Linked DNA regions of Mus musculus: region 1 is linked to region 2. Evidence: chromatin contacts called from public Hi-C data. All regions are on one chromosome and are shown on one strand. The core of a region is the stretch at or near the end of the contact, and the rest is flanking DNA. Distances in the headings are between cores, read along the strand shown.

Region 1 (4,360 bases), core at 875-3,374, 140 kb before region 2:
GATTTCAGTGGAGGGAGGGAGGGAGGCTGCGAAAGTGAGGTTCAACTCCCTTGGAAGATGAGAGGAGGATCAGAGAGAGGAGGATCAGAGGCTCTCAGCCAGGTAGGGGATGGGACAGTCTCTCCTCCCTCCCAGTCCAGAACAGCTTGGCCCCAGGAATCTGCAGGACCCAGACTGCTCTCATCTTGGTGAACATGGACTAGATCTGGGCCAGTGTCTCCAGGAGCGGATCTGTGGGGTGCCAAGATCTATTAAGGTTACATAAGGATTCTTAGTGGGTCCCGTCCAAAGCTAGACATTCTTGAAACACAGGCTTGTTAGATAGAGGGGGATTTTTCATGGAATCTGTGTGCCCAGGGCCGGATTTCTGTGTGGTTGTTAAAGGAATTTAGGTGTGCAGTTTAAAGTAAGCAGAAAGGGAAGAACCAAGCCTTGGGTGCAATTCAAGTGCAGGCTCCACACATAGAGTGCTCTCGGCCAGGTTTGTTGAGAAACCAAATACCTTTCTTGGGTGGGAAATGGAGCTTGAGCTGGCACCTGGTAGGGTGGGGGTGGGGACTTCCCTGGAGAATAGAGGACATGAGGGAAGCATACTGCCCTAGTTACAGTGGGCATTTGAGGGCAGGGGATGTGATGGCTTCTCATGCTTTCAGGAACTCCAGATGGTTTCCAAGTAACCTAAGCGTTTCCAAGCTTCTAAACTAGACTTGGATTCATTTTCCCTTCCCAAACACATGTGCTTTAACATGAGGGGGGAATTTATGAATAGCAGAGTCAGATTAGCCCAGATTTTTGGCACGGTATTGCCACAAATATAGCCTCACGTGGACTGTCTTTGGTATGTTGGATGCTGAGATAGTGCTTTCCTGGTACTGGGGGGTGTAGCTGTTGGTTGTCAAGCTGACCATTCTTTACTGTCTTGGCTTCTGGATCACACTCCCTGGGCTCTGGCATACATGATGGCAGTAGACATCCCAGGGGTGGGCCCCTCACTCTGACCACAGGTTGCTGTTTCTCATGGAGTATTCTCAGTCCACTTAGTAGCCTGGTGTTCTCTTGGAGTGTTAGAGATTGGTGCTCGGATATAGATGTCTCAGGGAAGGCATTCGTGTTGCTTCCAGACACCTGGCTCCTATCTTCCTTCAGGACTTGTTTTTAAGTTGTGAGATTTTTGAGGCATGGGCATAGGAACTATATTTTTCACTGTCATTCGTGGAGGAAATGAAAAATAGGCAAAAGCAGACTGAATTATTATTATTATTATTATTATTATTATTGTAAAAAGTAGTCTTATGTATTCAAAGAACATTCTTAGAAGTACAAATCCAGGGGCTGCACCCTGCTATGCCAGAGCTGCTGAGCGCTTAGGTGGATGACCAACATGTACAAAGTTGAGGCCTGACTTGTGTCTGTTTTGGTGAAGTTTAGAGTAAACTGTTGAAGCAAAAATTAGTTTAGGATACTCTACTGCTTCAACACTTCCAGTGCCATCATTTTGCTTAGCAGCCCCAGCATTTCAGTAGCCACATCCCTCTGGACCCCCCTTTGTCTCAGCATGCTCATTTTGTCTTCCTGTCTCCCTGTCCCTGAACTCCTGTGCTTCGGACACATGAAGCCCAGCTCCACTTTAGAGATTTGTTCTTGCTGACCACCAATTTTTACTACCTGGTTGAGGATGTGGTCTTCCCAAATTGCTTTCTCATCAATCAGCACTTGGCTCTCAGGCTCAGATAAAACCCCTGCTCCCTCACTCTTACCCATCATTCTTTTCATTTTTGTCCACTACTCCCCACAGTTTGAAAGCTTGTACCTTTTTGATTTTTGCCCGTCTGTCTCCAGTAGAATGTATTGATCACCCTCGCATGCCAAGGGCACAGAGCAGTGCCTTGTAGACGGTTGGTGCTCGGTCAATATTTATTGCCAAGATGAAATGGTTTACTTCTGGCCAGTGATGGGAATGAAAGGAGGTAGCGTGGGGGTTCTTCTTCCTATTGAGAATGTTGAGAGACTCAACCTGTGCATTGGGAAAGGGGCCATGATTTGCTTCTTAGTATCTCCACTCACTAGCAGCTCATAGTGCTGGAAGTCTGGATGGTAGGTGTGATGTCATAAAGTGCTTTGTAGAGAGGCCTTAGTGACCTCTTTCCGGTAGAGAGGTGAGCTTGAGAGCTGCTCTTCTCCACCACTCCCCACCTAGCTCACTTTCTGTAACTCACAGGTTTTGGGATTATTACAAATGAAAAACTTCTGGGCATTGGCTTATCTTCTCAGAACTGGGCATATCTTAGTAGAAATCAGCAACTTAGCATAGCAACTATAGGAAGAGTCTAGCATGTATGGAGCTCTGGGTTCAGTCCTCAGCACCACATGGTGATACATACCTGTAATCCGCCTGAAGGTAGAATTGGGAAGGCAACATAGTGAGTTCAAAGCCAACCTGGACTACATGAGGTCTTGCTTTGGTCATCTTCACATGTTTCTGCCTTGATTTTCCCATATGTGTTTCTTCACTTCCGACCCTACTCTGGAAAGTTCTCCCTGGCCAGCCTGTGCCTGCTTATCAAGTGATTATCAAGTGGGACACATTTGCATGGTTGCTTAATGATCTTGTGATTAGCTCTCTGCACATTTTTTTTTATTAGCAAAATGAGAACAGTGATGGTTGCCCCTTGGAGATATAGACATTGTAATGATGGTGGAGTTACCCCAGAAAAATGGCTAAGAGTAGCTTTAGGATCTTTGGGCCAGCATTCTAACTCTTTTTGGATGGCATGTTGTGCTCAGTTATTCAGTGTAAAATCACTGGCTGTCTCCTCTGGGCCACACACTATTCCGATCTGGGAATATTACAGTGCCGTGATCTGGGAATATTACAATGCCTTGATCTGGGAATATTACAGTGCCTTGATCTGGGAATATTACAGTGCCGGGCAAACTGAAGTTCTGTTCATTGGAGCCTGAATTCTAAGAGTGTGCTGCGCTTTTGATGGTTCATTTGTTGTGTGATCTTTAACTTGCCGATCATCTTCCCAGCTCGATTTGTAAGCTCCTTTGGAGGCAGAGACAGTGTGGCATGCAGAGGGTTCTCTGAAATTCCTGGGCAACTGGATCAAAAGATGTATGCATTGTAAGCAGAGGACTCAAGGAGAGTAGTTCAAAGACGCAGGGAGAGCACCTGCTGCTGCCTTTTTGGAGGAGCGAAGGGCGGCAGCAGCTGCTGGGTTGTGGACTGGAAGGAGGGCTCAGCCTCATGCATGCCGCCATTTGCTGCTTGTTGTTGTTGTTGTTGAAACTTAGAGTCTACTTGGGGTTCTACCCATCCTGAGAGCCTGTTCTTCTTGGAAGTGATATCTGGCTTGTCCTGGGTGAAACACAGAGCTGAGCGGAAACTTTAGCACAGGGCGAAAGAGAAGATACAAGAACCGGAAGTCAGCCCCTGAAGAGAAGATACAAGAACCGGAAGTCAGCCCCTGTTAAGGACTTGTTTTTCGGTCTGTAGGTGGGGAGCACAGTAAGCCGCCATCTTAGAGGGCTGGGATGAGGTTGGAGAGAGCCTGGCCTGGTGAAGGGCTCACCAGATGGACCACGAAGGTTCTGATCGTTTTTCTTGAAAGTTGACCCAGTCTTTGGAAGACATTAGCCTTCTATGTACAGGGTCTTGGAAATGGGTTCCAGTGGCGACTACCCAACTGCTCTGCGAGGGGTCTGCCCTTGGAGGAAAGCTGGCAGAGTTCCAGAGGAAGCAAGGAGCCCCAGGCTTGTAGATGGTAACATTGTAGGTGCGAGCAAGGCTGTTTGGGTTGCGCTGGGTTGTGTGGGTTTAGAGGTGCTAAGTTGGGGGGTGGAAGGATGAATTTTGCCTCCAGAGCTCTGCTTTCTATTCCTCGACTGCTAGTGTGCAAGACAGAGCTGAGAGGGCTTGGTTTCTCCTGCAGCCTTGCCAAGCCTCGCTGCCGCAGCGCAGCCTGCACAGTTGAACTGCAGGCAGTCCAGGCATCGGCCAGTGGTCCCGGCCGGCCGGGCATGAGGCTGCACAGGCTCTAGGAACAGTGGTCCCCGGCCGGGCATGAGGCTGCACAGGCTCTAGGAACTTTTTTTTTTTTTTTTTTGGTTATTTGAGACAGGACTTCTCTTTATAGCCCTGGCTGCTCTAGGAACTTTTGGCATAGCTGGCATTTCTGCTCTGGCCGAAGCCACTGAGGACCCTTTGCCTGAAGCGACGGCTTGTCCTTCAGTAGGTCTCTGAAAGCCATCAGGCAATCAATAGGACCAGAGGGGAAAAGTCAGAACAAGTCTAGATTAGTCATCACCTGCTTTTGCAAAAGCTGGCTGTGATTTGGACTTCTCAGATCAATGCAGG
Region 2 (3,877 bases), core at 336-2,835:
GTATGGTGAGAGACACCCCTTGGGCATCCTGTACCTGAGGCACAAGGACAGATGGTTTCTTACTGGTTGTTCACTGGAGTAGATGTGAGCATCTAAGTGGGTGAGTTCTGGGTCTGTCTGCTTTGGGGAAGAGAATGAGTCTCCTTGCCAAGAACGCGCTACGGGAGAGAAGTTTCTATTCGGTCCTGCGAGACAGTGGCTAGTGTTAAGCCCCAGTTAAACCTGACTCTTCTCATTGCCTTTCAGATACTTGATCAAATTTTTATCGAAACTGTCTGAATATCAGGATGTAAACAAGATGACTCCCAGTAACATGGCAATTGTCCTGGGACCCAATCTCCTTTGGCCACAGTCAGAGGGGTGAGTACAGGAAGGAGAGGCCCCCTAGGGTGCCAGGCATGGGCTGTAGGGCAGGAGACCTGGGCCCTGAGTCATCTCTGTAGCAGTGAGTTTGGACTACACTGCTTTGCTTCCCAGCGGGGTTGCAAGCTCACACTCGCCCAGGAGCTGGATTCTCCAATGGAAGACACACAGATACACACAAACACACACCAGTTCATTTTAAAATGTCGTGGCTACCTCAAAGGCTGGACACTCCTAAACCTTCCCTGGCTACCCCAGGTCCAGTTGGAGAAGTGGCCAGTGGCCACTCACCCAAATTCTGACATGGCCGGTTGGCCTTCTCTCCTGAAGCTCCTATGTCCTGTCCTTCTCCCCAAAGTCATGGCGATTCTCTATCTCCTTTTTCCTAGTTCCTAGCCTGTGCAAATATAAAGGTCGTGCCTCATCTCCCTTTGTCCAACCATTGGCCCCTGCCATCTTTATTGATCAAAAGCCAATTGGAGAGAAGAACCTTCAGTGTTTGGACACACAGATTCCCTATTAAATCAAAGCATTAAAACCCATCTCTAACACATCTTAGCCTGTTCCTTTCTCTTGGCGCCAGGAGGAGGAACATAATTCTATGGATCTTCCTCACTGACAGGCTCAGAGCAATGGGTCTGAGTGTGGTCTTCTGTGACTAACCTAAATTAGTATGGAGCATGACAGAGGAGGGCAAGGGACAGAAGAGAGCATTTTGCAAGAAGTCCAGGCATCTAGACTTGAAAGGGTGGAGACTTGTCTGCAAGAGGCAGCAGTGTTTTAAAGCAGACAAGCTACCCTGTGCTGAAGAAGCACTTACGGGTATTTGGTAGTCACCAGGAGTGATGCTGTCCACAAAGCTTCTGGAAAGCAGCTGAAGACCTGGGCCTGCAGAATTCCAGTGCCCAGAGGACTATGCAGCTGTCCCCCTGCCTCCGCTGCTAACCCCACTGCTCTGCTCCGTTTACAGGAACATCACCGAGATGATGACCACAGTTTCCCTGCAGATCGTTGGCATCATCGAGCCCATTATCCAGCACGCAGACTGGTTCTTCCCTGGAGGTAATGTTTCAGCATTCACATCTAAGGGGCAGAGGGGCAGACGTGGGGACAAGAAGTGCACTGTGAGCTTGACGCCTGGGAAGCCAGGGGTGTGCACCCAGGCTTTGGATGGCTTTCTTCACACTCCGCCCGCACACACTTACCCACAGATGCAGCTGGCACTGGAGTAAAGCCTCGGCTGCTCCCTTCTCTATTCCGACCCGGGAGACATTTCCATCATCCACACATCCGTGCCTGGTACTGAGTAGGTCCGATTCTCCTGACCCAACAGCTACACTGTGGTTTATTCACACCTACACAATGTGGAAACTGGCCCAAAATAGAGTGCTCCTTAGCTCCAAACTCCCCACTTTCCAAATGCAGAGGGTGGCTGAACCTGATGTTACAGTGGAAGGTAGGGAAGGAGTGGGGAGCGCTTCAGTTCAGGGTCCAGCCATCACCTGGATGCCACTGTCTTAAAGGATGTTCTTTGAGCTGCCCCTCAGCACAGAGAAGCAGGGCTTCCAAAGCAGTGACTTGCTTTTTTGTGCCTGGTTTGTAATTAGGCACTTAAGGCAGCTTTTTACTAGGGAATCTACAAGATGTTCTGAGCCACAGAAGCATCCTTGCACGAGTGGTTCCCTGTGGTGATCGTTTTATGGAGACAACAGTTGTAGTCATGGTGGTTAAAACAACAACATGTTGCTCCTGCTCGTCCTGTGTACTGAGTGTTGCGGGTGAGCTTTTAGCTGTCAGTCACCACTAACCCGTGTGAGGACAAAATGCTACTAAAGCCAGGACCCCAGCAGTCAAGACTGACCTGGTTATCTCCCTCTCTTAAAGGCCAATCTGCCCGTCACATAAGTCTCTTTGTTGTCTGGTCAGTATGGAGAGTTGATATCAACAGGTTAGCTGGTATGGACCATGAGGTGACTTTTTTCTAGAGGCAGCACGTGAGCGTCTCTCTGTCTCGGAAGTGTGTGCCCTCACGAGAGATGACAGACACTGATTCTTTTTCCTTGCAGAGATAGAGTTCAACCTCACAGGCAGTTACGGGAGTCCAGTCCACGTGAACCACAATGCCAACTACAGCTCAATGCCCTCCCCAGACATGGACCCTGCTGACCGGCGCCAGCCAGAGCAGGCCCGCCGGCCCCTCAGTGTTGCCACAGACAACATGATGCTGGAGTTTTACAAGAAGGATGGGTATGAGCTAGCGCCCCTTCTATATAGTATATAGTATTGGGAAAACTGATGTAGGGGAGGGTGTATTTAGGAAAACCAGAATCGACAGGAAGGCGGTACTTACTAAGACACTTGAGGTGGCTTGTAGCAATTCATTTGGGACCTCATTCCGGATGCTTTTGTCTGTGTGTGCTGGGACAGGTTTCTTTGGCCTGCTTCCCTTTGGGGCCAGAGGTAAGTAGAGTCTGCTTAGCTTACCTGATTGCCATCAGTATGACTAGTTCTCAGCAAATAAAGAAATGTTGGTCAATGAAGGGAATTTTTTTTTAAAAGTCACAATAATCCTCATTAATTTATTGTTTTATTTATTTCAACATATAGTCTTATATTAGCCCAGGCTAATCATGCACTGTCTGTATAGGGAATGACATTAAACTTATAATCCTCCTGTCTCCATCTCCCAAATACAGGTATTCTAGGTGTGTATCCATATACCTGGTTATAGGCAGTGCTGGGGATTGAACTCAGAGCTTTGTGAATGATAGATTCACCCTCTGGCAGCTGAGCCACACTCCCAGCCCACAAGCTCTTTGTCTTGACTTAGGATTCACCCACGTGTAGCTAGGAGTGTGGCCCAGTGACACAGGTCACACTTTGCGTAGGTGAAGACAAATCTCAGTACTGTAGAATTTCCAAAAGCCCAACATGTATAAAAGTGTGGCCACTCCTGCCTCTTCGTTGGCTTCACTTTCATTGTAGACCTGTTCATCTGCCACCTTAAGCTCCCATATGCAGCACCATTGATGAGTGACTTTCTCTGTGAGACTGGAAAGAAACCCTGAACCTAGCAGTGGCCCATGCATACAGGTTTTCTAGGGTTTTCCCCAGGGTCTGCCTACTTGAATGCAGTTCAAATATACCCAGCTTAGCATGTAAGCATGCGGAGGAGCAGCCACTCCACGCTCCCATTAAATCAGTTTACATAATGTTTAATTACACAACACGATTGCCTCAGTAAGCAACAGAGGCATAAGCAGGTTACATAACTCACTCCAGCAAGGCATGGTAAGCAGCCACTCAATGGCCTCAGACTCTAGGTCTGAGGAGAGTCCAGCTCCCCGACTGAGGGTGTCAGTGCACCTGTTGTGAGAGTGGATTACCATGGTTTGTCAAGTCAGTCAATTAAGTGAAATGTGATTGGGAATTGAATACTCACACACAATCACATTCTACAACTGCTCCTTCAGGGAGGGAACGTGGCACACCAAGTCAGGATATCCAAATCCCA

The links. A called contact is a pair of places that touch in the nucleus more often than the background predicts.
Region 1: a contact with region 2 is called in a Hi-C map of cerebral cortex, with 2.2 times the contacts expected there. The contact joins the promoter of 1700086D15Rik here to the enhancer-like site in region 2. A contact is called at or near these places in 3 of 484 Hi-C or Micro-C datasets (cerebral cortex, nephron progenitors and olfactory sensory neurons) and 2 of 9 other capture datasets (adipose tissue and pancreatic islet).

What each region holds. Positions count from the first base shown.
Region 1 is chr11:65,157,664-65,162,023 of GRCm38.p6, reverse strand. It overlaps 1700086D15Rik (a long non-coding RNA gene), which reads left to right and starts at 2,124. Exons shown (of 2, transcript XR_003949567.1): 1 at 2,124-2,156. All of the region lies in intron 1 of Arhgap44 (Rho GTPase activating protein 44), which reads left to right. LOC115487730 (a long non-coding RNA gene) reads right to left here and starts at 2,144. Exons shown (of 3, transcript XR_003949568.1): 1 at 1,811-2,144; 2 at 1-1,203.
Region 2 is chr11:65,020,674-65,024,550 of GRCm38.p6, reverse strand. It overlaps Arhgap44 (Rho GTPase activating protein 44), which reads left to right. Exons shown (of 20, transcript NM_001099288.1): 14 at 247-360; 15 at 1,334-1,425; 16 at 2,430-2,610. Among named protein-coding and RNA genes, the nearest start is that of Elac2, 44 kb to the right of the region's middle. Within about 2 kb of position 1,585, at least 4 of the 459 cell types and tissues checked have an H3K27ac peak or open chromatin away from gene starts, as enhancers often do. A contact at or near this core is called in cerebral cortex, where this site is marked.